Regions from separate parts of the Mus musculus genome. Here all the other regions are linked to region 1. A link is a contact called in public Hi-C, HiChIP or PLAC-seq and promoter capture Hi-C data. All regions are on one chromosome and are shown on one strand. Each heading gives the region's core, a stretch centred on a gene start, on an enhancer-like site or on the middle of the called end of the contact. The rest is flanking DNA. Distances are from core to core; before and after follow the strand shown.

Region 1 (4,104 bases), core at 927-3,426:
TGGAAGTTTCTCCATTTTACACAACAACACCGACCCCAGAAAACTGCCTGCCCAGGACTTGGTCACACATTTCTTTAGGGCTGTGGAGGGGACCAACCAGATGTCTGCGTTGGTCCTTGATTCTCTGCAGTGTGGTGAAGTCTTTCTCCTTCTTCCCTTACTTAGCTGGAATCAATTTGTCTGGGATGCTGATGAAGAGGGGCTTGGCACATAAGGACCACAGGACAGAGTAGACAGGCCAGACAAGTGGGCTCGCTCTAAGCTTGCTCTATCTAAGCTCGCTCTATCTATCTAAGCTCGCTCTATCTGTGGTGCTGAAGCACTATTCCCATAGCCTAGGTCAGCAGTTCTCATGCTGTAGGCTGTGACCCTTTTGGGGTCACAGGAGTTGCTTAAGACCATTGGAAAACACAGATACACACATTATGAGTCATAAGAGCAGCAAAATTACAATTATGAGGTTGCAACAAAAATAATTTTATGACTGGGGTCACCACAACATGAGGAACTGTGTGAAAGAGTTGCAAAATTAAGAAGGTTGAGAACCACGGAGCTGAACCCAGGCTGGTAGCTCAGGGCCGTAATTCCAGCTACTTGGAGGACCGAGGCAAAGGATTATAAGTTTGAGGACTGCACTGGCCACATGGCGAGACCCTGTTTAAATTTAAAAAGCATAGAAGTGGTGCATTCTGGGGCTATAGCTCAGTATTAGAGTGCTTACCTAATACCAATACTGAGGAGTTGGGGCATGGCTCACTATTAAAACCTCTGCCTAGAGTTTCTCCAATGAGGTGCTGGGAATATACCTAGCTTAGTAATAGAGCATCCACTTAGAATCCCCTAATGAGAGGCTAGGGTGTGGCACAGTGTTAAAACCCCTGCCTAGAATTTCCCAGTAAGTTCCTGGGTAGTAAGTGGCTCAATAATCGAGTCCCTACCTAGAATCCCCTAGTGAGGGGCTGGAGTGTGGTTCGTCGGTAGAAAGCTGTCTGAAACTGGAGAATGATCCACAGTAGGAATGCTTTTCATTTCAAGTGCATAAACAGCAAACTGCAGAAAGATAATGGGGCACCAGGTCAGACATGAAACAAACATCCAGTAGAAACAGACTGGGGAAGCTGGGAACCACACACAGTCTGCAGGAGGCTGAAGAAGAGGATCCCAGGAAGACAGACTCCCAACTAACCATTCCCACCACAGATGTCCTATGGGATGAGAAGTAGCAGAGGTCTCTGGGAATGGGTCCCATCCTATCTGTGTTCAAGGATACACTATTTTTCTTCTAAGAACTTACTCTCCTGTTCTTAAGGAAGTAGCGTTTCCACTTTATTTGGCTGTTCTCTTTCACTTTCTCACAGGACCAGGAAGCCGGCTGGTGACTGAGGAAGCGGTCTTGGAGAACGCTTTAAGACAAAATGCTTGGGTCTAAAGTCGGGCTGGGACGCCAGGTTCCCGGTGACCTTAAACAGTACAAGACGACAATTTACTGATGTGTATTACAATAGCTTACATAGCTGTGTGTCATCTGGACTCCTTCCACCTTTGTGAGAAAGGAAGGAAGGAAGGAAGGAAGGAAGGAAGGAAGGAAGGAAGGAAGGAAGGAAGGAAGACAGAAAGGGGCAAGATTGCATACACCTTTTATCTTAGCACTCTGGAGGCAGATGCAGGTGGGTCTCTGAGTTCAAGGCCAGCCTGGTCTATATGGCTAGTTCCTCCAGGACAGCCTAGGCTACATGGTAAGATCCTGGGGAGAGAATCAAAGAAAGAGAGAGCAAGGGAGAGAGACACAGAGAAGAGGGAGGGGGAAACAGTAACAGAGACTGAGAAGCAAGCAAGTAGCAGAAGTATATGATAGTCCACAAAACTAGGAAATTATACTGCAGCCATTCTGATTTCAACCACTTCTGATTTCAACTTCCCTTCTGGTGACCTCGCGTTGCCGGACAACATCAGGATTCTGGGCTCGGTTCCCAGGCCCTGGTGTGCGCCCTACAGAGTCGGCCCGTGGGGAGGCATTTGGCAGAAGGAAAGCTGTACTCTCAAGTGTTTCTGGGAATTGGAGTCCAAGCTGCTGTAGAGTTACAGGCCCGCGTCTGGAGCTGTTGCATTCTGGAAGTCGTAGGCAAAGCAGTTCAAGGCCTTATGGGAATTGTAGTCCCAGGGCATTTTTCCGCTCCAGGCTTCCGCGTGGCAGGCAGAGTACTCAGCTCGTTCCACTCAGGTTAGTGTTCCTCTTCCTCCGGTTCCTACGGGCTTGGGGCCATGGTGCCACGGGAGAGCTGAAGGTCTTTCTAGAGATTTGGCACTCGCTTTTATGATTGTCAACTCGCGTTCTGGCCAGGATCTCCTAGTCTGGTCTCTTGCCAGGCCGCTTTGTTCATTTGGTGGTAACAGATCATCTGCCTTCTCTTGCCCCTGTTAAATATGTTCTGGTGACGCCTCTTCTGCCCTTTAGGAGAGTTGGCCACCCGGAGGCACCCCTGAAATTTGTTTTGTAGATCAGGCTAGCCTGGAACTTGCAGAAATTCAACTGCCACTTCCTCTTGAGTGTTGGGATTAAAGGCGTGCACCACCACGCCTGTTATTACCTCGGGGGTTTGCCGCCAGTCTGTACACAATTCTTTCCCCCATCATCCCAGATACTTACTTAATTAGCATAAGCCCTGTTCGCTCCGTCAGCTAAAGACTACTGATATATCTATCAACCAGGTTCCCTCCATGATCTCAGGGCTACTACTGATGTGGTATCCCCCTTTTCTGTTTCTGCGTGTGTCTGTAAGCTACTCCTTACAATAGCAACCCCCTCACAGGATTAGATGACTGAGAACAGAGAGTGTATTTACACGCCATTCTGCATAAATGCGGGGGTAGAAGGTGGTGGGCACTCTCAGGAGACAGATAAGCCAGGCAGAAGGGACAGATTTGGGGAGCACTTGAAAGGTGCCCTGCAAGGATCCTAAGTGGGTCGTTAGGAGGTCAAGCCTGGAGGCACCTCTGAGCCTGATGATTCTAGGGCTTGCTGGGCAGGGCGTGAGGAGAAGTGAGGAGAGACTGGTGTGAACCTAATCCGGGCGAGAGGAAGGGGAGAAACAAAGGCTGAGGAGGATAGTTCAAGGGGCAGTGCTCAGCCAGGAGAGTTAGGGGAGTCTTGAGGGCTGCTTGCTGGGTTCAGTGATCAGAAAGAACTCTTTGGGCCAGAGGAAAGGAGTGTTCCTGGGATACTTGAGAGCATTCTGGAAAGGAGCCACGGGGCCTCCCAAGCATCATTCACGGACCTGTCAAAAAGGTAACTGGGCTGGATCTGCAGGTTGTTATATGCAAATTGTCGTGAAGGAGGGGAGGCCAAGGCAGAGACCAGTGACCCAGACAAGCAGGCTGTGCCAGTGTTCTGAGTTGTGCAGGATAATCAAACAATGAGGGTCACCTTAGAATGTAATCGGGCTCCAAGGCAGCAAGGAGGTCCAGCCTCAATGAACTGAACGTCAGGCTCTTTCTTTTTATTTAGCGTTTACTTTAGGTTGTGTCTCCTTTAGGACAGGTACTTCTGGGCAGCAGAAAAACTTTTAAAATAAAATAAGAATTAGGTTGCATAGTTAAATAATATGTGAAGATTTAGGTGGAGGTAGTCTTTTTTTTTCTTCACAAAAGTTGTTTTTTTTGGGGGGGGGGGTTAAAAAGTTTCTCAAACCAAAACTCCTCATCAAAGGAAACATCACACCCCTGAAACTTTGGTCCCTCTTGTGGACTGTTTGCTGTACTCAATAATGCAAGACATCGCATATGTATCAGGACTGTCTTGTACCAAGTCATGCCAAGGCCCTAAAGCTCCTTCAGAAAACAACTTCATAGACAATAGAAAATGATCTACGTCTTCTGCGATGACGTCTTCAAGGTCAAAGTACTTCTAGAGAACAATTCATTTTGATGTCTATTCTTGGTACACTGAAAGACAACCATTTCATTCTAAAGTTTACCCTAGATACAGCGATTTACTAGAATTCTTTTTTTTTTTTTTTTTTTGGTTTTTCGAGGCAGGGTTTCTCTGTATAGCCCTGGCTGTCCTGGAGCTCACTTTGTAGACCAGGCTGGCCTTGAGCTCAGAAA
Region 2 (3,998 bases), core at 498-2,997, 630 kb after region 1:
GCTTACTGAAGGCGGGGCCAAAGAGCTAAGGCCCGGAAACCAATGAAGCAGAGCCAGGACTGCAGGGGGCGGTTTTATAGCGACGGGGGCTAAAAAGAGGCGGAGTCAAAGTTAGAACCGCGGTGACCAGTGAAGCCAAGACGGGAGTGCTGGGGGCGTGGTTAAAAGGAGACAAACCCTTCAGGGGTGGAAAACCATCAGGAGGAGCCAAAGCGCTGAGGACAGAGGAGGCGTGGATAGTAGGAGGGATTAGAACTTCTGTGACCAGTGAGGCCTGGCCAGGCTGTCAGGGGCAGGGCCAATGCTTTGGAGGGTTGAAAAGGGTGGGGCCAAGGGGAGCCTCGTTAGAGCAGTAGTGTGTTAGTGAAGTGGAGCCAGGGCCTTCGGGGGCGTGGCCAGGGTGTAGGCGGTTCCAGACTATGGGTGGGGCTTTCAGGGTGTGGCACAGGTTGGAGCAAGAAAAGTCTCACCCACCTCACAATCCATCTCTAGATGTGCCAGCACCTCCCAGTTCTATGTGGACCCTCTGGTATCCTGATACCCGTTTTCTCCAGGTCTTCAGACCTCCATGGGTCTCCTCCTCCCACCTAGGCCCTCTTTGTGCTGCTGAGACTCACCCTCCAAGCGGCCGTGCTCCTGCTCAGCACGGTCCTGGACCTCCTTCAGGGCTTGCACTGAGTCGCGGGTGTCACTCGCAGCATCCCGCAGCTGCCGCAGCCCCTGGGTCAGCTCAACCACACGGGTGTCCAAAACGTGCAGACGGACGTGCAATTGGTGTAGGCCTGCATCGAGGCTGGCCAAGCGGCCCACTGTGAAAAGACAGAAGGCACAACTAGAGGCACAATTAAGGGCTCTAAGGACATGGAGGGCACGGCCCTCAGACTCCCAAAAGCGGATTGGATGAGGCGATCTGTGGGATGTGTGACCATGTCTATGAAGTTCAGTGGGTTAAACTCTTGACAGGCAGACACATCTGGGGACCTTGGGCCCCTTTGATGTGTCTGGCCTCCGAGTTGGGTCAGTGCTTGACAGACAGGCCACCCTGGCTTCTGAATACTCACAGATGTAAGTGACAGTGTCCTCTGGTGTGGGAGAAGGGCTGGGGAAAGGGTTGGGACTAGAAGAAGGTGCTGTGGTGATTTCCTCTTCCTCTTCTTCCCCTTGAGTCTCTGTGGTCTCCCAGACCTCTTTGTCTTCAGGGTTTTCAGCAAGATTATCCTCATTTCCCACCCCAGTGGGCAGCCCTAGGGCCTCCTGGAGATTCTGGGTCAGAGAATGCATGTCAGTTTCCTTCCCGCCTACCCTCTCAGCTCTTTTCTGAACCCATTGTTCCATCTAAACCCCCTTACTTTTCTTTACCCATCTGAACACTTCATCTCAAGCCCACAGTGCCCCTCCAACACTCACCTTCAACATCTGTGACTCCCGCTCTCTCTCCTCCTCCAGGGCACCTCCCCAGCCTCCCTCCCACTCCCTCCCAGGACCTCGGGCTCCATGACCAAAACTCAAAAGCTGAGGGACCACTAGGGCCCCCAAGAGCCAGGCTGCCTGCATCCAGCTGGGCTTCCCAGCACCCAAATAGTAGAGAGGTCAGAATGCCAGGGGTAGGACTGCTGTATAGACCTAGCAAGTGTCCCAGTCTGGTGGGCAGCTCACAAGCCCCTTGGACCTTCTTTCTGCCAGGCTTTCTCTTCTGCCTTCCCTCCTGATCTGCTCTGTCTCAACTTTTGATCTCCTCAGCTTCTCTTGGTGAGTCTCCCCGCCCCTATTGGCTTCCAGGAGGCTCTGCCTCTGTGGCCGGAAACCTCCAACGTTCCAAAGCCTGATCCCGCCTTGGGTCTACCCACACCCACCCCTTGCCACTTTCCAGACCTCTGCTTCTGCCCTCTTTCCTCCCTTTTGCAAGTACAAGCACTTATATGGATAAAAGGAAGATGGGGAAAGTTTTCCAGGGCATCCTTGGTACTGGTAGGCCTCAGCCTTGGTCCAGGAGTCTTCTCAGAACAAAGCAGGCTATGATAGGATGCCAGCTTTGGACTGTTCACTTCTCTCTGTCTTGGCCATTCCTGAGGAGGGGGCACACTGCAGAGAGTATGCTAAGGTTGCTATTATCCTGTGGTCACCGCTGACCACACAGCCTAATGAAGGGGACTCTTCTAACATTCTCAGGCTCCGGGGCTCTCCCATCCTCTACCCAGATGGCCTGTCCTGGCCCTACCAGCCCTTGTATGTGGTGCCTGCTTGTGGGGATATGTGTGAACAGCATGCATGTGTGCTGCTTAAAAGGTGTAACTACAAGATTCTCCTGCAGGCCAGGCCCTGAGCAGGTTGATGCTGGGGTGGGAGGGGTGGTAGTGAGCCCAGTGGTTCCCCCATCAAGGGAGGAGAAGGGTTGACAGTCAGAGCAGGTATCTCCAGTATGTATACTAACCAAGCACTGGCCGTGAGTAGAGAACCCTCTGCAAGCTGCCTTATCCCAGCCTAGACCACTGCAGTGGCCTCCCCTTACTCTCCCTCCTTCTACAGAGCCCCTCCAATCTGGGCTGCTTGCCTGCCGCAGCCAGAGCAATCCTTCCAAACCATAAATCAGATCACATTACTCCCCACGCCCCTGCCTCCTCACCTTCCCATCAGAAGCAGGAGAGAAGCCAAACCGCGGTCTCCTCGGTCCTCAGTGCAGCCTGCAGGGCTGGGGCCTGGGAGAGAACCGTTTTTTCTGCAGTCTCACCTCATCTCCCCTCACCCTCCATCACCACTCTGTCCTTCCTAGCCTTTTCCTCCTTCTGCAAACTCTTCCCTCAGCTCTTTCTCATTACTGAAGCCTCAGCTCTGCCCACCATGTGAGATGCTTTCTCAAAATGCCCCCTTTTCTTCTAGGTATGGTCCAACCAGTATGGGCTTGTTTATTTACATCTGTCTCTTGCAGACCAAGGCATAGATTTTGGGGCTACTTCTGTATCCCCAAATCAAAGCAGGACTTCCTAGCACCTAGTTGGTACTCAGTTAAACTGATGAATAAGACCAATGTTACAGCAGCTTGGTAAAAGGCCTTAAAAATCAGACTTTTGTGTTTAGGTTGCACCGGAGTTCTCAAGGTGTCTGCCTGAGTGCAGGCGCTGAGGGCAGTGGAAGGTTCCAATGCCAGGAGAGTAGATGGCCATGCCTTACCCACACCATGCCAGGCTCATGAGTCCTGCAGAGCTTTAGTCCCGCAGGTCCTGCCAATTCATGAGCCAAAGATCTAGGGGCCCAGGGTTTGCAAGGAAAAAGCAAAGAAGCTCAGAGAGGAGACATGGCAGCCGTATGGAGGTCACAGGTGTGGCATCATGTACCAAGGCTGCTGGCTCCAAGCAGGTACCTCACATCTGCCCTCAGCTGCTGTGAGTCCCATGAGGGGCCTTGTAAAGGAACACACCAGTTTTCAAGAAAGCCTAGTACGCAGAGGGCAGAGTGACCTTGGGCAGCCAACTGATTCTCGGAGCCTCTCGGATGCTCATCTGTAGCACGGAGGTCTCTCTTCGGAAGCTGGAGACCTCCATATAATGCAGAGGGGCTTTGTAAACTGCAGAATGCCTCATAGCCGCTCAGTGTATGTACCAGCACCAGCAGCTGTTCTCCATGGGCGCAGCTGCTCGGCACCTGGGTGGGTGCATCAAGATGAGGGCCTCTCTAAGCTGGGTACCAACTCCAGTTTATCCCAGGATGCCCCAGAGAAGCTGCAGCTGAAGACAAACTCAGAAACTATCTAGAACAACCCTCTGTAGGAGCTGGTGTTCCCTAGTGGCCCTGGGGACGCTGCTGGGCAAAGTGGAAGTCATGGCTGAAGAGGGCTGAAATATGCTGAATGAATCTGCCTTCCTCTGTGAATGTACCAGGTAGGAGAAAGCTGACTACCTGCACACAATTAGCTTTGTGTGTCCATGTGTGTGAAATTGGAGGCGTTATAGAATGCAGAAGGGTATACATCTTCAGGTATGTTCTTTGAAACACCATAGCAG
Region 3 (4,023 bases), core at 75-2,574, 600 kb after region 1:
GACTTTCCAAAGGATCCTTAAGTTTCTACTTCAGTCATCTTCTAGGGGGCGCTCTTTAGAGATGTTCCAGTCCTCTGCACAGAGGACAACCCACTGTCACCAGGGAGGTCCCAGTGACATCTGCAACCACAGAGGCTAGGACATCATCAGAAAGCCTGCTCAGGATCCCACGCTCCCTTCCCGAAGAAGTCAGTCTTGGATGAAGACTGACTGGGGTGGCTACTCCATGGAAACTGAGGGAGTGGGAACAGTGGGAACTGAGGAGGTGGGAACAGTGGGAACAGTGGGAACTGAGGGGGTGGGAACAGTGGGAACTGAGGGGGTGGGAACAGTGGGAACTGAAGGGGTGGGAACAGTGGGAACTGAGGGAGTGGGAACAGTGGGAACTGAGGGGGTGGTAACAGTGGGAACTGGAGGAGTGGGAACATTGGGAACTGAGGGAGTGGGAACAGTGGGAACTGAGGGAGTGGGAACAGTGGGAACTGATGGAGTGGGAACAGTAGGAACTGAGGGAGTGGGAACAGTGGGAACTGGAGGAGTGGGAACAGTGGGAACTGGAGGAGTGGGGCACTGGGAACTGGAGGAATGGGAACAGTGGGAAATGAGAGAGTAGAAACAGTGGGAACTGGAGGAGTGGGAACAGTGGGAACTGGAGGAGTGAGAACAGTGGGAACTGGAGGAGTGAGAACAGTGGGAACTGGAGGAGTGGGGCAATGGGAACTGAGTGGGTGGGAAGAGTGGGAACTGAGGGGGTGGTAGGAACCAAGAGGGTAGGAATGAAAACCATGGGGACTATGGGAAAAGAGAGAACCGCTCCTACCAAGAAGCCATCTTCTCTGCAGGTCTCTGCTCCCTCCTTCGCGTTTATTTTGTAATTCCTTTTCTTGCTTCTCGAACCGTTTGCTAATTTCCTTTTTGACCTTGTTTTCTCCTTGTAGCTGAAATTTAAATGTACAGACCTTCCTCGGAGTCTGACGCTGATGTTTCTGAGTGAATTGTGGCTTCTGTTTGTCTGTCCCTAGAGCACAGGAATTCTTTGAAAGGGCGTTCTGCAGTGTCCAAGGAGGTTAGAGCTCTCTTTCTTTCAAAGACAAAGATTTACTTTTATGTGTAAATTTTTAAAACTAGCATGGTGTTTTGCCTGTGTAAGACCCTTGAGGCATACAAGTGGCCAGGCCCCACACCTAAGGACACCCAACAACCAGACTCTGCCCCCCCCCCCCCCCCCCCGAGAATACTCTAGCAGGCGGACCCAGCCCGTAGAGATGCAGGAAGACAAGCCCTATCCTATCCCAGGCCACCCTGGAAAGCCCCACCCCTGGAAGCCCTACATAAAGCCTGCCTTCACCTTGTATGAGGTTTGTTGTATGGTGTGACTCTGTGGTATTCCTTGGCTCCTGGCTGCCAGGATACCTTTCCCCCTCAGAGCTGTTAGCACTTACATTGCCTGCAGGTGTGTCTGTCTGTGCACACCATGCCCTCAGGAGCAAGAAGAGGGTGTTGAGTGGCCCTGGAATTGGAGTTACAAATGGTTGTAAGCTGTCTTGTGGGGGCCTGGGGTCAAACTGGAGTCCTCTGGAAAAGCAGCCAGTAACTTTTAGCCACTAAACTGCCTTTTCTCTCCAGCCCCTCTTCCTTCCTTCCTTCCTTCCTTCCTTCCTCCCTCCCTCCCTCCCTCCCTCCCTCCCTCCCTCCCTTCCTTCCTTCTTTCCTTTTATTTTTTATTTACTTGCAGTGCATATCTGTCTGGATGGGAGGTACTGAGTGCAGTACCCACAGAGGTCAGAAGAGGGCGTCAGAACACCTGAAGCTGGAGTTGAAGGAGGCAGTGAGCCTCCTGGTGTAGACACTGGGAGTGATATTATGGTTATTCAGAGGAAAGCCTTATTCTCAGGAGATGGGGCTGGAGATCTGGCAGATAAATGGTTTATGATCCACACTTACGCAGGCTTTCAGGAGCTTCAAGAAATTCCTTGTAATGGCAGGTCTTCTTATCTTGTTCAATTTTTTTCTGGTTCTTCTTCATTTGTTTCACTTTTTGTTTAAGTTTTTCAATTAGCAGGTATTAATTGTGCACAATAGTGGGTTTCGTTATGGCACATTCTTCCATGTTTATAGCGTAATGTTTAATCATACTCATCCCCCTTGTCCCTCATCTTGTCCCTTCCCATACCTACTGAATCCCTTCCTTCCCCCACCTAGTCAGTCGTGTGACATTATTCCTGGGAAGACATAAACATTTTCTCACCATGAATAGAGAACTGACCACAGAACAAAGAACAGATGCCACCAAAGTCCATCTTGGTGAACCAGTGAGTTTTATTGGGGTTACTTACAGAAGCAGAAATGACTCCGATAGCCGACTTTGACAAAAGCCCATCCTAGCATGGATGACAACTCACATAAGATGGGACCCTAGAGCACACTGCACAGCCTGCAGACAGCTCAATAGGTTAGAGGTTGTCTTTCCCAGACAGTTCAGTTGGTCTGAGAGTGACCCTTAGCAGTCCTTTCTACTTATGTATGCGTGAAGAGGGAGGAGCCTAGTGAGTCTGCTCAATTTCAGGGACTTTCTGAAGCCTGTGAGTTGCTTATTACTTTCTAGATTAAGGAGCTGGCCTCCAAGATGAAGGTTTTCAATCTACACAATAGTCCCCTGTGGTTAATGCCTTTGTGTCTCCCTGACAACGTTAAGTTCATCAATGCTGCTGCTGCTGCTGCTGCTGCTGCTGCTGCTGCTGCTGCTGCTGCCGCCGCCGCCGCCTATGTCACCCTTTCCTGATCTCAGAGCTCAGTCTCTTCTGTCTTCCAATGTGGACTGAAGACCAGTGGCTCACCCAGTATCCTCAAGGCCTTTAGCATCAGATTGGAAATCTCGAGGCACCCCAGCCTCGTGGATTGAACAGCCACTGGTCCTCAAGTCTCTTCATTGTGAAGACAGCTATTGTTGGTCTGTCCAGGCTGCATCATGAAAGTCAGTCTAGTCAGCCCTTCCCATGTGTACTCGCTCTGTCAACTCTGCTCCTCTAGAGAACTCTGACCAACCCACAGCTTCTGTGGCCATGTCTTTTTGTGTGTGACCTAATGGGTTTAACTGGGATTGCTCACAGGAGTCTGTGAAACTTGTAAGTGGCTATACCACTGAAGAAAATGTCTGCATCCCCTAGCAATCACTAGCTAGCTGCCTGTAGATCCTCAGGAAGCGGCATGGCCTCCGGAGCCTCTCTCAAGGTTTTGCTTTTCTTTTTCAAGACAGAGACATTCTTACAATACAAGCCTAGGCTGGCCCGTGATTCCCCCATAACTGATTTATATCTGGGTCCTCATTGTGACCTAGCTTAAGACTCACACCAGCAGACAGCTTCAGTATGGGTTTTTGTGGTGGGACTTACCCTGGAGGCTGAGAAATGCGCTTAAGAAGATTTGAACTGCGGTTCTTCACCGATGACAGCCCAGACCTCAGGGCTGAAAGAGCCCTGGACAAGGAATCTGTGGCATGCCCTCATCTCAACCCACTTTGCCTTCTGTGGTCTGGTACAGATTGCTATGTATTCAGGGCTGGCCTTGAACTTGCAACCCTCCCTACTCAGCCTCCCTGGTGCTGTGATTACAGAGTTGTACCACCACACTAAGGAGGGAAGGAGTACTTATGAGATGCACTAGTTAGGGGCTGCTTAGGGTTTCAGTTGGTGGACAACCTGATTCCAACTGGGTAGTAGAAACATCTACTATCTTGATTTACACATAGTCCTGGGCCAGTGTGATGGCTGTCCCCCCAAATGTGCTTGCTGCCTTGAGTTAGGTTTCCCAAGACCCACAAGGTAGAAGGAGAGAGTCAACCCCAGAAAGTTGTTCTCTGACTTCTACATGCATGCCATAGCATGTATACACACACACACACACACAGAGAGAGAGAGAGAGAGAGAGAGAGAGAGAGAGAGAGAGAGAATGAGAGAGAGAGAGAATGAGAGAGAGAGAGAATGAGAGAGAGAGATTTGCCATCCTTTCCTCAGAGCCCACATC
Region 4 (4,106 bases), core at 1,542-4,041, 550 kb after region 1:
AGGCATAGTGCCAGGGCCAGAAATACGAAGCCCTTGCTCATGTGAATGTAAACTGGGGAGGAGAGTCAGAGAGATAACTAGAGTTACCCCAATATCCCCCCCTCTCTGTCTCCCTTTCTCTCTATCTCTTGCTCTCTCGTCTATCACTCTCTCTCCCTCTCTCTTCCTCTATCTCTTCTTCTTCTCACACCATGAGGAGCCCAACCTAGGTACTCCAGCAGCTGGGGAGGAGTGCATTTTCATGTCCTGCCTGAACAATTTAGAGACACATGGATCTTATCTGTTTCCAAACACAAGGTAAAGGCAGTCGAGGGGTCCTGGTGTTGTGTCTTAGTTGGCAGAATGCTTGCCTAGCTGTGAGCATCCTGCATTTCATCCTCAGCACTGTGCTGAGCTGAGTCTGCAGCACATGCCTGTGATCCCTGCACTTGGGAGGAGGATCAGAAAATCATGGTTGTCCACAGATACACATTGAGCTGGAGGTCAGCCTGGGCTACATAGACCTGTCACAAACAAGGCAGAGGAATGGAATATACCTCAGCACCTGTCTAGAATCCATCCCACAAGGAGGGGCAGGAAATGGTTCAGAGGTAGAGCACCTGCCTACAATCCTCCAATGAGGTTCTTCTGGGGGTGTGGCTTAGTGATAGAGACCCTGTGGCCTGTGTGTGTAAGGCTCTGGGTTCTGCCTTCAGCAACACCCTCCCCCACAAAAAAACAAAAACAAAAAAGAAAAAAATATCACCTCTATTACCAAAATCACTACTTAGAAATTCAAAAATAACTCTACAGCCACTCATAGAGTTACCACCAACAATAATGGACACTGTGAGCTTTAACCTACACTCCCAAAGAGACTCCTGGGAGAGTGCCACTGGCCCTACCCCACAATCACCTCTACCACCCAGTACAAGGACCCCCCAGTCTATGTATACACTGACCAGTGAATTGTCCCACATTGGCACACTTATGCCTCCTGCAGTCAATCCAGAGGCCGATGAAACCAGTTTACGGACCATGCATATAGATCATCTACCCATCCACCATGCTGAACACCAACAAAGTTGCCAGGAAGATGAAGGTGAGGGACCAGCCAGGTAGGACCAACTTGCGGTCCTCCTCCCAGGAAGAGAGCAAGTCAGCTGGGGAGGGAGAAAGTTCTGGGGACCTGGATGTTTTCTTCACTCTCTCTCGATGCATACAAACCTTCATCCTTTTCCTCCTTTCCTTTTCCCCCCTCTCATGTACAACCTGTTCCCTGTGGATGCTGTTTGTAGCTAATCTCCAGCACCACTTCTACTCTTTCAGTTCCCATGCACTGGCTGCTTCTGATGCAGTACACCTATCAAACTCCAGCATGATTATGTATGCTTGACCACACACATAAATGATCCAGGGTTTGAAAGAACTCACAAGTGGATGAATGCGTGCTTCCTCTCTTGTCCTTTAGAGCAAAGAACAGTGTAGTTTTCAGAAGAACTTGGGCACAGAGGCCTAGGACTCACAGGAGAATTAGGTGGCCAATTGATCACCAGCTCCTCATTTACCCTGGATTAGGGCTAGCCTGGTCTTCTTGGAGCTTACAGGGCACACAGGAATACACCCAGGTCAAATGTGCTAACTGCCATGAGAGCTAAAATAGTCTAGATGCTCAACGAGAGGGGATGGGTCTGAAACCTGCAACAGTAAGTAGGTGTCAAAGGCTGGGTATTTCCCCTTCTCTGTACCAGAACGCATGCTGACTTCTTGATGTTTTAAAGTTTGAGACCCTGTGTTGTTTCACTGGCCTGAGTACACTATGTGCACAGTCTAACCTGGACCTCACCAAGATCCACCAGCCCCAGCCTCCTAAGTTTTGGGATCAAAGGTGTGCACCAAAATATGCAGCTGCCAAGCTGAACCCTTAATGAGGCTCCTGGGGGGAAGTGACATTTTCTGGTTGCTGTTTCTTGAGAAAGGGTCTCAAATAAGCTGGGATGAGCTAACCTCAAAATATAGCTCAGGATCTTGGAAATGAGGAAGAAAATAGTCATTGTTATCCCAACACTGTTCAGGGTGGGTGACACTCCACTGTAGAATAACCTGAATTCTCTTATTCTTGAATCAAAGTGTCAATGGACCATGGTAATGTGCACCATAACTTTCATTCATTTTATTTTATTGGTTATTTGGAAACAGCACTATATATTACCCTGCTGTCTTGAAAGTCACTATGTAGACTAGGTTGGTCTACATCATAGAATACTAGAGCCTAAAATCACACAGATAAACCTGCCTCTGGCTTCAAAGTGTTGGTACTGAAGATTTGCACCACTACACCCAGCTCTCAAACCTCTCATGAAACAATAAAATCAGTAACCCAGAGTTCCAAGTCCAAAAAGGTAATAATTTTGGCATTCTCAAAAAAAAAGTATTTATATCTGCAGAGAGCCTGCAGCCCTTGTGGCTATCAACGGCAAAGAATTTCTACTAACTGCTGGTTTCTAGGGTAACCTTGGACTAGAGGTATATGACCTTGTTTAGAGCAGTGGATTGGGGGTCACTGGCTCCTCCACCTTCCTTTCACACCCCTTCACCATTGCCCCTGACCTTGCCATCTGCCTTAGGTCACCATAACACTAACAGCTCCAGGAGCAACAGGACCTGCCCCACCCAATCTCAGACCTGGGAAGGTATCCAAGGTGACCTAGGGCCCACAGGAGAGCAGGTGCAACAGGGCCCTCCCCTCCCACAGCCATGAGGGTGGGAGAAGGGAGTACAACTCTGTCAGGAAGGGCAGGGCTTTGGCCAACATCTGGCTGCCAACACGGCAGGGGTGGGGCTGTGGGGGAGAATGAGGGTTTTTAAAGGCTCCCCAGGAGCCTCTACAGCTCCAAGATCACTGCCTGCAGCTCCTGGACTCCTGTTACCATGAGGTTCCTGATCCTGTTCCTAGCCCTGTCCCTAGGAGGGATTGGTGAGATAAGGGAAGGGGGAGGGAACAGAGCCCTGACTCTCCTGCTGCCTTTGGCCCTAGACATCCCTTTCCCCCTTGCCCCTCACCCCAGCTACATCATGAGTACCTGCTCCTCCTTCTCTGCCCTGTACACTGCCAGGTCCCTCACATTCCTTTTTCCCAGGAAAGGCCCCTGTTCCTTCCCATTTTCCAGAACTTTCTCCTCTTCCTTAGACACCTGATCATTTCTGAGCTTCTCCAGTCTTTCTAAGGAACCCAACCTCTTACCAACCTTAGGACCTCAGATGTCGCTCAAGTTCATTGCTTTTCCTAGAGCCTCATAGCCCAAACCTTGAATCAGAGGCTTGTCTAAATCCCCCAATAGCACCTTAGGCAGTTGCAGCAGCTGCCAGCCTTCAGCTGTGTTGTCCACATGCTGACAACTGGTCCCCCATCATCCCAAGTTGCTCAGTTTCTACCAAAACTTTCACTTCTCAAATTGGCTTGTGACATAAGATGGTCCCCCCTGCCCCCTGCTTTCTGGTGTGGGGAAAATGTCCATGTCCCTTCTCAATGGCTTTTTTGGTTTAGTCTGGGTTTTGTAAGAGGAGTCAGGTAGCAGACGCCAGATGTGGATATTAAGTATCTTAACCAATCACTCGCCACCTGAGACTGGGTCTCTCACTGTATAGAGAGTTCCTGTTAGGCTAAGATGGCTGTCCAGCAAGCCTCGGGGGAATCCTCCTGTTTCCACCTCCCCAGCTCTGGGGTTACAGGTGCACAGCATCACACCTGACTTTTTCCCTGGGGTTTGGAAGGTTCTTCTCCGGTCTTAATACTTACACGGCCATTCCTGTAGCAACCAAGCCATCTCCTGCCAAGGTCTTGGGAATAAGTTCTGAGTTTGTGTCTCATGATGTAGCCCAGGCTTGTCTCCAGTCCATGGCAATCCCTCTGCCTCAACCTGCTGTGTGCTGGGATTACAGAGAAGTGCAGCTATGCATAGCTTGCCAAGATTTCCTCTTTTTCCAAATGCTATGCCTTGGCCTCCTCTTCCCCCTCATGCCGCACTCCCTGCACCACAGGCTCCTGTGCTTTCTCATCAGAGCCCCATAGCACAGCTCTAGTTCCCACTCTGTGCAGAACACCCCAAAGACCCCAATGCCTAACC
Region 5 (3,802 bases), core at 300-2,799, 570 kb after region 1:
GATGAAGGTAAGGGGGTCCATGCTATGGGGAAAGAGAAAGGTGTCTTATTTTTCTGTTGCTATGATAAAACACCCTGATAAACGCCACGTAAGGGGACAGGTTCACAGTTCAAAGTGCAGTTCATCACATGGAGAGGTAAGGTGAGGGTCAAGGAGGCAGGAGCTTGAGGAGGCTGCTGGTCACACTGCATCTGCAGTCAGAGGGACATTTACACTGGTGCTCAGCTTTCTCCATTTATGCAGCCCATGGTTCCCCAATAGTGGGTGTGCCTTCCCAGGTCAACTAACCCAACTAAGATAACCTGTGCATGGTCAGCGGCTAAGCTAACCTAGATAACTCTCCACAAGGTATGCTCCAAGGCTTCTTTCCTAGGTAATACCAGATTTGGAGAAGTTGACCATATTAACCATCAATGTGGTAACGGGAGCCAAGCACAGAAGCAGACAGGGAGCTTTCTGAGCTCAAGGCCAGCCTGTTCTAGAGAGAGAGGCCTTGTCTCATCAAACTATTGACTTTCCTCTGGTGTGAGCCAGCAGCAATAATGGAAACTCGTTTACCTAAGAGAAGAATCTTTCCCTTTACTTCAGACCACTAGGTTCCCAGGCCAGTCTCCCCAGCGGAATGAGAAAGAGCCCTAATGAGCAGAGGGCCAGCTAAACAAAGAATACTCAGGTCACATTAAGGAATCTAGAGCTTGAAGAGTGTAACATAGACTATTTGGAGGGCAAAATGAAGAAAGAGAGAACTGGTATGAGGTGCAGACTTTTAAAAAAAAAATGTTCTATGACTTCTGTGGTTGAGGACCCACTTCGAGCTCATCCAAGTATTCAGAACCCTGACCCTTATCCCCCAAGACCTAGGGGTTCCAGCCCTCCGCCTCCTTCCTCAGACCCAGCAGTCCTTATCTCAGCCTCCAGATTCAAACCCAGTAGTGCAGCCCTCCAGCCTCACGCCCTCATACACAAGGGTCCAGACACCACCCACCCTCCCTCACACCCAGGGGTCCAGACCCCAACCTGCCCTCTTTCTGGCACAGGGAATTCCCCTCCTTTCCGCCCTAGCGTCCCCGCTCCGGGCCCGCACATCACAGAACCCAGCCCTCTAACTACACCACACCCATGGTTCCCTAAAAGTCTGCCAGTGTGTGCTGGTCCTGCCTCCCGCGCCGCAGCTGCGACTACTGCCGGGTGGGCCCTTTTAGCGGACCCCAGCTTCTGCAGCAAAAACGAGCTAGCCTGCCGCGCTGGCAAGTCGGGGGATTTCCGGTTCTGGCCAAACCCCCACCCCATGGGGGGCTTTCTCGTCCCGCCCTCTCCTTGGGAGCTGTCTAAGAGCTGCCTGACGGAAGTAACGGAAGAACCTTTCAGATATGTTCTTCATTCTCTTCATCCTCTTTGGGAACAACGTACCTTATCACCTGATCAGGAATGTCCTAAGGGCAACAGACGTTTATTCTTTCTGCCACCGTGAAAGCAGGATCCCCGGCTCAGGCGTAAGTGTGGGCTACCTCAGGGCGGGGCCCAAGAGCCGCTGGAGGCGGGGCCTTGCGAGCGCGATGGGTGGGGCTGACGGGCAGCGCGCGCTATAAATGGGGACACGCGGCGGTGGCGCGCGCCTGTGGCGATCGCGTGTGAGGTGAGGTCTGTCCCGGTGAGTTTTTCCACGGTGTTGGCCTCGGTACCTTCCAGTCGGTGGTGCTGCTTTGCACCCTGGGAAGCACGTGTCCCGAGGTGTCCGTGGCCTGGTCACGGGTGTACCTGTCGCGCGGACGGGCTCAAGGGCGCTGCTTGGGGCCGCGGGCGTGCTCGGGCTGGAACCAGGGTTTCTCTCGAAGGGGCGGATGCGGGTACTTTCGGGACAATGCCTTTCGCCAGGTTTGTGGAGCTTGGGATGCCGGGCCAGGCCTTCCTTTGTCTTGCCTTAGCCGGGCTACGCCATTTCTGCTGCTCACGTCGCGGGTCTTGTCCGCCATCTTCCCGGTTTTTTTTTTTTTTTTAGGCGACAGGGAGGGGGGTGTGTGACATAGAATCTTTCCTCCCAGTGACAGCCCCGTGCTACCTGCAGGTTCTCTCCGTAGGAAATCTCTACCACTGCCCCTCCCCCGTGTGGGATTTTGGCAATTTTGTGCAACCTAGAACACATGAGGGCTGGAGGAGGATGGGGTGTAGGGGCAGATACACGATACGGAGTTACCAAGGCGGAAGTGAGTGCACGTGGAGGACTGGATTGCTTCGGAGCAGCAGGTAGGAGTAGACGAGGAGGAAGGGAGCCAGGCCTTTGTTCACCTGCAAGAATACTAATACAATGGCTACAGGATGGTCTTGTAGGGCCTGATGGTACAAGCATTTTCGGTTCAGCTACTCAAGTAAATTACATATTTCTCCCAAAATATTTTAACCACACCTTTGCCTGTAAACCAATCTTTTTCTGCCTACTTACTGGTCAGTGCCATTATCACACTTGATTAAACTCTTTCCTCTTGGGAATCCTACTGTTCTCTTTGTGTTCCTTGCTAAATCATCTCCCAGACAGCTTTCACAGGGTGGTTCAAATCTCGCTGAGTAAGTCACTGGGCCTTCCATTTATTTATTTATTTATTTATATAAATATATATATGTATATAAGCCTATATTATATATATAAAATCTCAGCAGGGTTTTGCTTGTTTGCATTTTGCTCTGTAGAACCCCCATAGTTCTCCCACCAGGCTCCTCAGAAGGATGTGTGTCTTTGCAGGTTGTGTTTTTCAAGGTTACGAACCAAGACAGAACATCATGTCCATAGGGAATCTCTATGGACCTACTGGACTGGGGAACTTGGAGCCTCTAGTGGATTTTGTGTTTGTCAATCTTTTCTATTGTGTTAGCTTGGCCACCATCCCTGAAGGCAAGTAGCCTTGACATTGCAGAAGGCCTGAGGCTCCTGTGATGTTTAGCACTGGGCTCCAAACACCCTTGAGGACACAGTGCCCCTCCAGGACCTTTGACACCTGGAGATCTGAGGACCTCTAAATTTGATGTTCTGTACCTGTGGGCTGGCCCCACACATAACCCTCACCAAGTCCTTTCGGTATTACAGGTGTATCTTGAAGCCACGTAGCCATCCATCATCATCTTACTGTGGTAAGAGCCTTTACTTTTTAATCTGTCCACACCTAAAATAAATAGTGTACCTTCCTTTTCAGTTACTCTCTATAAGTTGGATTTAATGAACCCGCAATTATAGGGTATTACATATTAAAACTCTTAACTTAAATGGGATCAGTCAGGTGTAGGTAAAGATCCCAGACCTGCTGTTCATAACTCCATACCAGTCAGTAAACCACCTCAATAAACCTGGGTGCTGAATGGAACAGACACATCAAGGGCAGGCACCTAAGTCCTCTGCAGTTACATAGAGAGGGTGGCAGTATTTTCTGTCTTCTAAGGGTAAGGACTGGGTAAGGTACAGAAAGGACCAAATTTTCAAACTCAGTAGAGAACAAAATATCGGCATTAGCGCCTGCCCACTGGATTTGTGGACTGAAGACAATGTAGCTTTGAGCATCGTTTAGGGCCTAGCAAATAATTTGTACCCCCCAAAAAAAAGATACTTTTTATTTTTTAAAGAACCTTGAATTTACATAGGTTCTATTATTAAAATAACAAGATTTATCAGAAGACAGGCATGTGTGTTATCTAAAAAAGAACACGTTCTCAGCTCTAGGAGAATATCTCCTTGTTTCTTAGGTGTTGGGAACAGGGAAAACAATGGCTCTGCTGTTGACCTTAAGATGTTTTCTATCTGACCATACTGGGCTTG
Region 6 (3,624 bases), core at 833-3,332, 920 kb after region 1:
CCAAGAGACCCAGAGACAGAGAGGAACCAAGATCCAGGGAGAGAGGAAGACAGAGACCCTGAGAGAAACAAAAGCCCAGGGAGGGGTGGGGATAGGAAGCTGGGGAAGAGACTCAGAAAGGGAGAGACAGAGTCTGAGAGAGAGAGAGAGAGAGAGAGAGAGAGAGAGAGAGAGATCCAGATGGGGAAGATAAGTGACCGAGAGAGAGAACCTGATACCTAGAGGAGGGGGACAAAGACCCAAAGGAGAAAGGAGAGATCCACATATAGAGACATGGAGAAACAGATTTAGAAAAGAGAAACCGGATACGTAGAGTGGTGGGGACAGGTAGGAGGACAGAGACAGCGGAGAAAGGTGACAAACACACATTAGCGGGAACGGGTCTGGAGACGGGAATACGAACCCGCGTAAAGCCTGCAGAGGAAGGCGAGGAGCCAGCGACCGCCGCAGCCCGTGACCCGCCCTCTTCGTTCCCGCAGGCGCCTCCTCCCGCTGCAGCCCCCGCCGCAGCCACTGCACTCGCGCACTGCCGGCCCTGCGCCTAAGACCGCCCAGAGGGCGGGGCCTACCCGCTCGGAGGTGTGAGGTCTTTCCTCTGGCTTCTCACTTTTCCCTCCATAACCCCGCCCCTTCCCAATGGTCCCGTCTGACCTCGTGGCTGAGAGGCTGTTGTCCGTGCTCCCGGTGGCGCTCTTTCCTGCATGCCTGGTCCCCACTCCTTTACCCATCTCTTGGCCCTTCTGTCTGCACTCTTTGTTGTCTACGCTTCATCCCCTTTCTTCCACCAGCTGGCAACTTTTGCCCCTTCCCTAAGACGTAGTGGACCATCCTCCGGGGTCTCTACCAATGAATCTCTCTATTCCAGCCCACCCCCAGCCCCGTGCCCAGCAATGAGTGTCCTTCCCCTAACAGGCATCTCATTTCCAGAACTCCATCCCACCAGCCTGGAGGCTTCTGGCTCTCTAAATGCTCATTTTTAGCGCCCCACTTTGCCATCCACTTACTAGTCGCATCTTCCTCTGGACTATTGAAGGTGTTTCATATAAGATATAGACCCTGTCCATCTGCCTGTGTCTCCCATTCGTCCGGATCCTCTTCGCCCAGGTCTAACCCCGTCTAACGAAGTCCAAATTTGCAACATCCAGTTGGACATGGTGGTGCTCATCTGTCATCTCAGCTACTTGGGATGCTAATGTTGAAGCAGGAGGACAGCGAACCTAAGACCTCCCTCAACTCCACAACTTGCAGCCTCCGCCCCTCCCCAGCTTTCATCCAGAGGCTCCCAGGCCTCGCCTTCCTTCCTTTACCATAGCGTCCCAGTATCTTCCGCTTCGACTGTCTCCTGTGAGTTTTTTTATTTAATCAAGTTCCAACTCCACCTCTAGTTCCCTTGTACCGCCCTCACCCCAGTTGAGACCCTCCCCCCTCATTGTCGCGGCCCAATAAGGATTGTTAATAATCTCTTGGGCTCGCTGCATCCAATTACTCCTACTTTCCCGTTCATTTGCCTTTTCAGTGCAGGTCCCGCCTGCCCGGGCTCTAGGCAATTTGTTTTCTTTTTGTCAGCTTCTCTTGTTGTGACTTCTTTCCCCCCACCCACCACCCCCCAACCCGTTCCTCACCCCTACCCCCACCAGAATTGATAGGCCTTTTTTTTTCGAGGCAGAGTCTCATGCAGCCCAGGCTGGCCTCTATCTCACTTTGTAGCATGACCTTGAACGCCTGATCCCCCTTCCTTCACGGTACCTGGCTCTTTCCCATACCTGGCTCTGAGGTCTCCATTTTCGCTGTGCTGCTGAGTTAGGCATTTTTAGGGTCCCCTTGACGCCCCGCCCTCTCCTAGGTAGGATCCAATCCCTGAGCTTTCTGTGCAACCCCACCTCCTCTAGCTAGGCTGGGTCGGAGTCTGCCTAGCCGTGGCCCCGCCCAGTCGCTCAGCCCAATCAGCTCGTGCCCTCCCTCCACCTGCCCAATCACACCCTCCCATCCATTCATCGCCTCCTCCTGTCCAATCACGTCTGCCTCTCTACCCGGGCCCCGCCCCCGAGACCCTGCCCCCTCCCAGCCCCGCCTCCCTGTCCAATGCTCAGTTCAGTGTGCGTCTGGTCGTTCCGCGGGCGCCAGGGGACCGGCAAGCAGCAGCCTCAGCCGGTGCCAACGCCGCAGCCGCCTGAGTCCTCACCGCCGCCTCTGCCGCCGCCGCAGCAGCAGCAGTGCTCTCAGCCCGGCACTGCCGCCTCCCCGGCGGGTGCCCCGCTTTCCTGCGGGCCTGGGGGCCGGCGTGCCGAGCCATGCCCCGGGCTGCCGGCGGTGGCCATGGGGCGGCACGGCGGCGGCGGCGGCGACAGCGGTAAGATCGTGATCAACGTGGGCGGCGTGCGCCATGAGACGTACCGCTCCACGTTGCGCACCCTGCCAGGGACCAGACTGGCCGGGCTGACCGAGCCCGAGGCGGCCGCGCGCTTTGACTACGACCCGGGCACGGACGAGTTCTTCTTCGACCGTCACCCGGGCGTCTTCGCCTACGTGCTCAACTACTACCGCACCGGCAAACTGCACTGCCCGGCCGACGTGTGCGGGCCGCTCTTCGAGGAGGAGCTGGGCTTCTGGGGCATAGACGAGACGGACGTGGAGGCCTGCTGCTGGATGACCTATCGCCAGCACCGTGACGCTGAGGAGGCACTGGACTCTTTCGAGGCCCCGGACTCCTCGGCCAACGCCAACGCCAACGCCGGAGGCGCGCACGATGCGGGACTGGACGACGAGGCGGGCGCAGGAGGCGGCGGCCTGGACGGGGCAGGCGGCGAGCTCAAGCGTCTGTGTTTTCAGGACGCGGGCGGAGGTGCCGGAGGACCTGCCGGGGGCGCGGGCGGCGCGGGCGGCACCTGGTGGCGGCGCTGGCAGCCCCGTGTGTGGGCGCTTTTTGAGGACCCCTACTCGTCGCGGGCTGCCAGGGTGAGCGCGCTCTCCGAGCACTCCTAATTATCCCAACCGCTCTGTTTCCGGAGCACTCCATCCCAGTGTCCCTCCTCCTCTTGAGCCCTCCAGTTCTCTGGAAGCCCTTCCTCCTTGCAGCTGGAGTTCCCTGCACCCCTGCAAACACACCCCTCTCTTTAGACCACCCTTCCAAGGACACCTCCCGAAAACTTAAGCGTCCCTGGGACCTTCTAAACCCCAACTCGCTGCTGCTCCTAGTCATCATAGATCCTGGGGAACAGCTTCCTAGCTGGATTTCCCTGACAGTCCTACCCCACCTTTCTCACACACCTTCTGAGACCTTTGGCAGGTCCCCAGAATGGCCTCAGCCTCTTCAAAACTTCTCCCACTGTCCCTTGAACACTCCAAAGCCATTTTCTTATTCCCGATCCTCAGTGTCCCAGGTCCCACCCATCTCCAGACCCTCTGAAGTTCCATCTCCATCTCTCCCTCCTTGGAGCCCTCCCTCATTCTCCCTGGGCCCAACTCCTAGATCTGTTTTTCTCTCAACTTTGGGCCTCCTGGCTGTTTGTGATCTTCTGCTCTTAGCTCTCAAAAGTTCTAGAAGATCTCCGCCCCCCAAGGAACCCTCAGAGCCTTCTGAACCTCCAAACTACTGGTCCTAGTCAGGACAGTTTCCCACAATCT

The links. Promoter capture Hi-C pulls out the DNA fragments that hold promoters and counts their contacts. A called contact is a pair of places that touch in the nucleus more often than the background predicts. HiChIP or PLAC-seq counts read pairs in DNA pulled down with a chosen protein or histone mark.
Region 2: a contact with region 1 is called in a Hi-C map of uterus, with 4 times the contacts expected there. The contact joins the promoter of Clec11a here to the promoter of Ctu1 in region 1. A contact is called at or near these places in 1 of 39 promoter capture datasets (embryonic stem cells), 2 of 484 Hi-C or Micro-C datasets (muscle stem cells and uterus), 1 of 115 datasets of contacts at active chromatin or transcription factors (embryonic stem cells) and 1 of 9 other capture datasets (embryonic stem cells).
Region 3: a contact with region 1 is called in an H3K27ac HiChIP or PLAC-seq map of embryonic stem cells, with 6 read pairs. The contact joins the enhancer-like site here to the promoter of Ctu1 in region 1. A contact is called at or near these places in 6 of 39 promoter capture datasets (the C10 cell line, embryonic stem cells, hippocampal neurons and 2 more), 8 of 484 Hi-C or Micro-C datasets (B cells, the HL-1 cell line, cerebral cortex and 1 more), 6 of 115 datasets of contacts at active chromatin or transcription factors (double positive thymocytes, embryonic stem cells and stem cell-derived neural progenitor cells) and 3 of 9 other capture datasets (adipose tissue, embryonic stem cells and liver).
Region 4: a contact with region 1 is called in an H3K27ac HiChIP or PLAC-seq map of embryonic stem cells, with 8 read pairs. The contact joins the promoter of Klk1 here to the promoter of Ctu1 in region 1. A contact is called at or near these places in 5 of 39 promoter capture datasets (embryonic stem cells, frontonasal cranial neural crest, hippocampal neurons and 2 more), 1 of 484 Hi-C or Micro-C datasets (embryonic stem cells), 1 of 115 datasets of contacts at active chromatin or transcription factors (embryonic stem cells) and 1 of 9 other capture datasets (embryonic stem cells).
Region 5: a promoter capture Hi-C map of embryonic stem cells shows a contact between it and region 1, with 3 times the contacts expected there. The contact joins the promoter of 2410002F23Rik here to the promoter of Ctu1 in region 1. A contact is called at or near these places in 5 of 39 promoter capture datasets (embryonic stem cells, hippocampal neurons, neural stem cells and 1 more), 8 of 484 Hi-C or Micro-C datasets (CD8 T cells, cortical neurons, embryonic stem cells and 4 more), 8 of 115 datasets of contacts at active chromatin or transcription factors (astrocytes, embryonic stem cells, extraembryonic endoderm stem cells and 2 more) and 1 of 9 other capture datasets (embryonic stem cells).
Region 6: a promoter capture Hi-C map of embryonic stem cells shows a contact between it and region 1, with 2.2 times the contacts expected there. The contact joins the promoter of Kcnc3 here to the promoter of Ctu1 in region 1. A contact is called at or near these places in 2 of 39 promoter capture datasets (embryonic stem cells and pre-B cells), 1 of 484 Hi-C or Micro-C datasets (muscle stem cells) and 1 of 115 datasets of contacts at active chromatin or transcription factors (stem cell-derived neural progenitor cells).

The regions. Positions count from the first base shown.
Region 1 is chr7:43,669,855-43,673,958 of GRCm38.p6, forward strand. It overlaps Ctu1 (cytosolic thiouridylase subunit 1), which reads left to right and starts at 2,177. Exons shown (of 3, transcript NM_145582.1): 1 at 2,177-2,221. It also overlaps a transcript of Siglece not described here.
Region 2 is chr7:44,305,212-44,309,209 of GRCm38.p6, forward strand. Clec11a (C-type lectin domain family 11, member a) reads right to left here and starts at 1,748. Exons shown (of 4, transcript NM_009131.3): 1 at 1,408-1,748; 2 at 1,062-1,263; 3 at 618-809. The coding sequence starts at 1,554. It also overlaps a transcript of Shank1 not described here.
Region 3 is chr7:44,275,642-44,279,664 of GRCm38.p6, forward strand. No RefSeq gene overlaps it. Among named protein-coding and RNA genes, the nearest start is that of Gm18905, 4.5 kb to the left of the region's middle. Within about 2 kb of position 1,325, at least 3 of the 459 cell types and tissues checked have an H3K27ac peak or open chromatin away from gene starts, as enhancers often do. A contact at or near this core is called in embryonic stem cells, where this site is marked.
Region 4 is chr7:44,222,569-44,226,674 of GRCm38.p6, forward strand. It overlaps Klk1 (kallikrein 1), which reads left to right and starts at 2,792. Exons shown (of 5, transcript NM_010639.8): 1 at 2,792-2,956. The coding sequence starts at 2,911. It also overlaps Gm10109.
Region 5 is chr7:44,245,173-44,248,974 of GRCm38.p6, forward strand. 2410002F23Rik (RIKEN cDNA 2410002F23 gene) reads left to right here and starts at 1,550. Exons shown (of 6, transcript NM_025880.4): 1 at 1,550-1,651; 2 at 3,080-3,123. It overlaps LOC115486841 (a small nucleolar RNA gene), which reads left to right and starts at 2,918; the gene lies at 2,918-3,008.
Region 6 is chr7:44,588,804-44,592,427 of GRCm38.p6, forward strand. Kcnc3 (potassium voltage gated channel, Shaw-related subfamily, member 3) reads left to right here and starts at 2,083. Exons shown (of 4, transcript NM_008422.2): 1 at 2,083-2,955. The coding sequence starts at 2,083.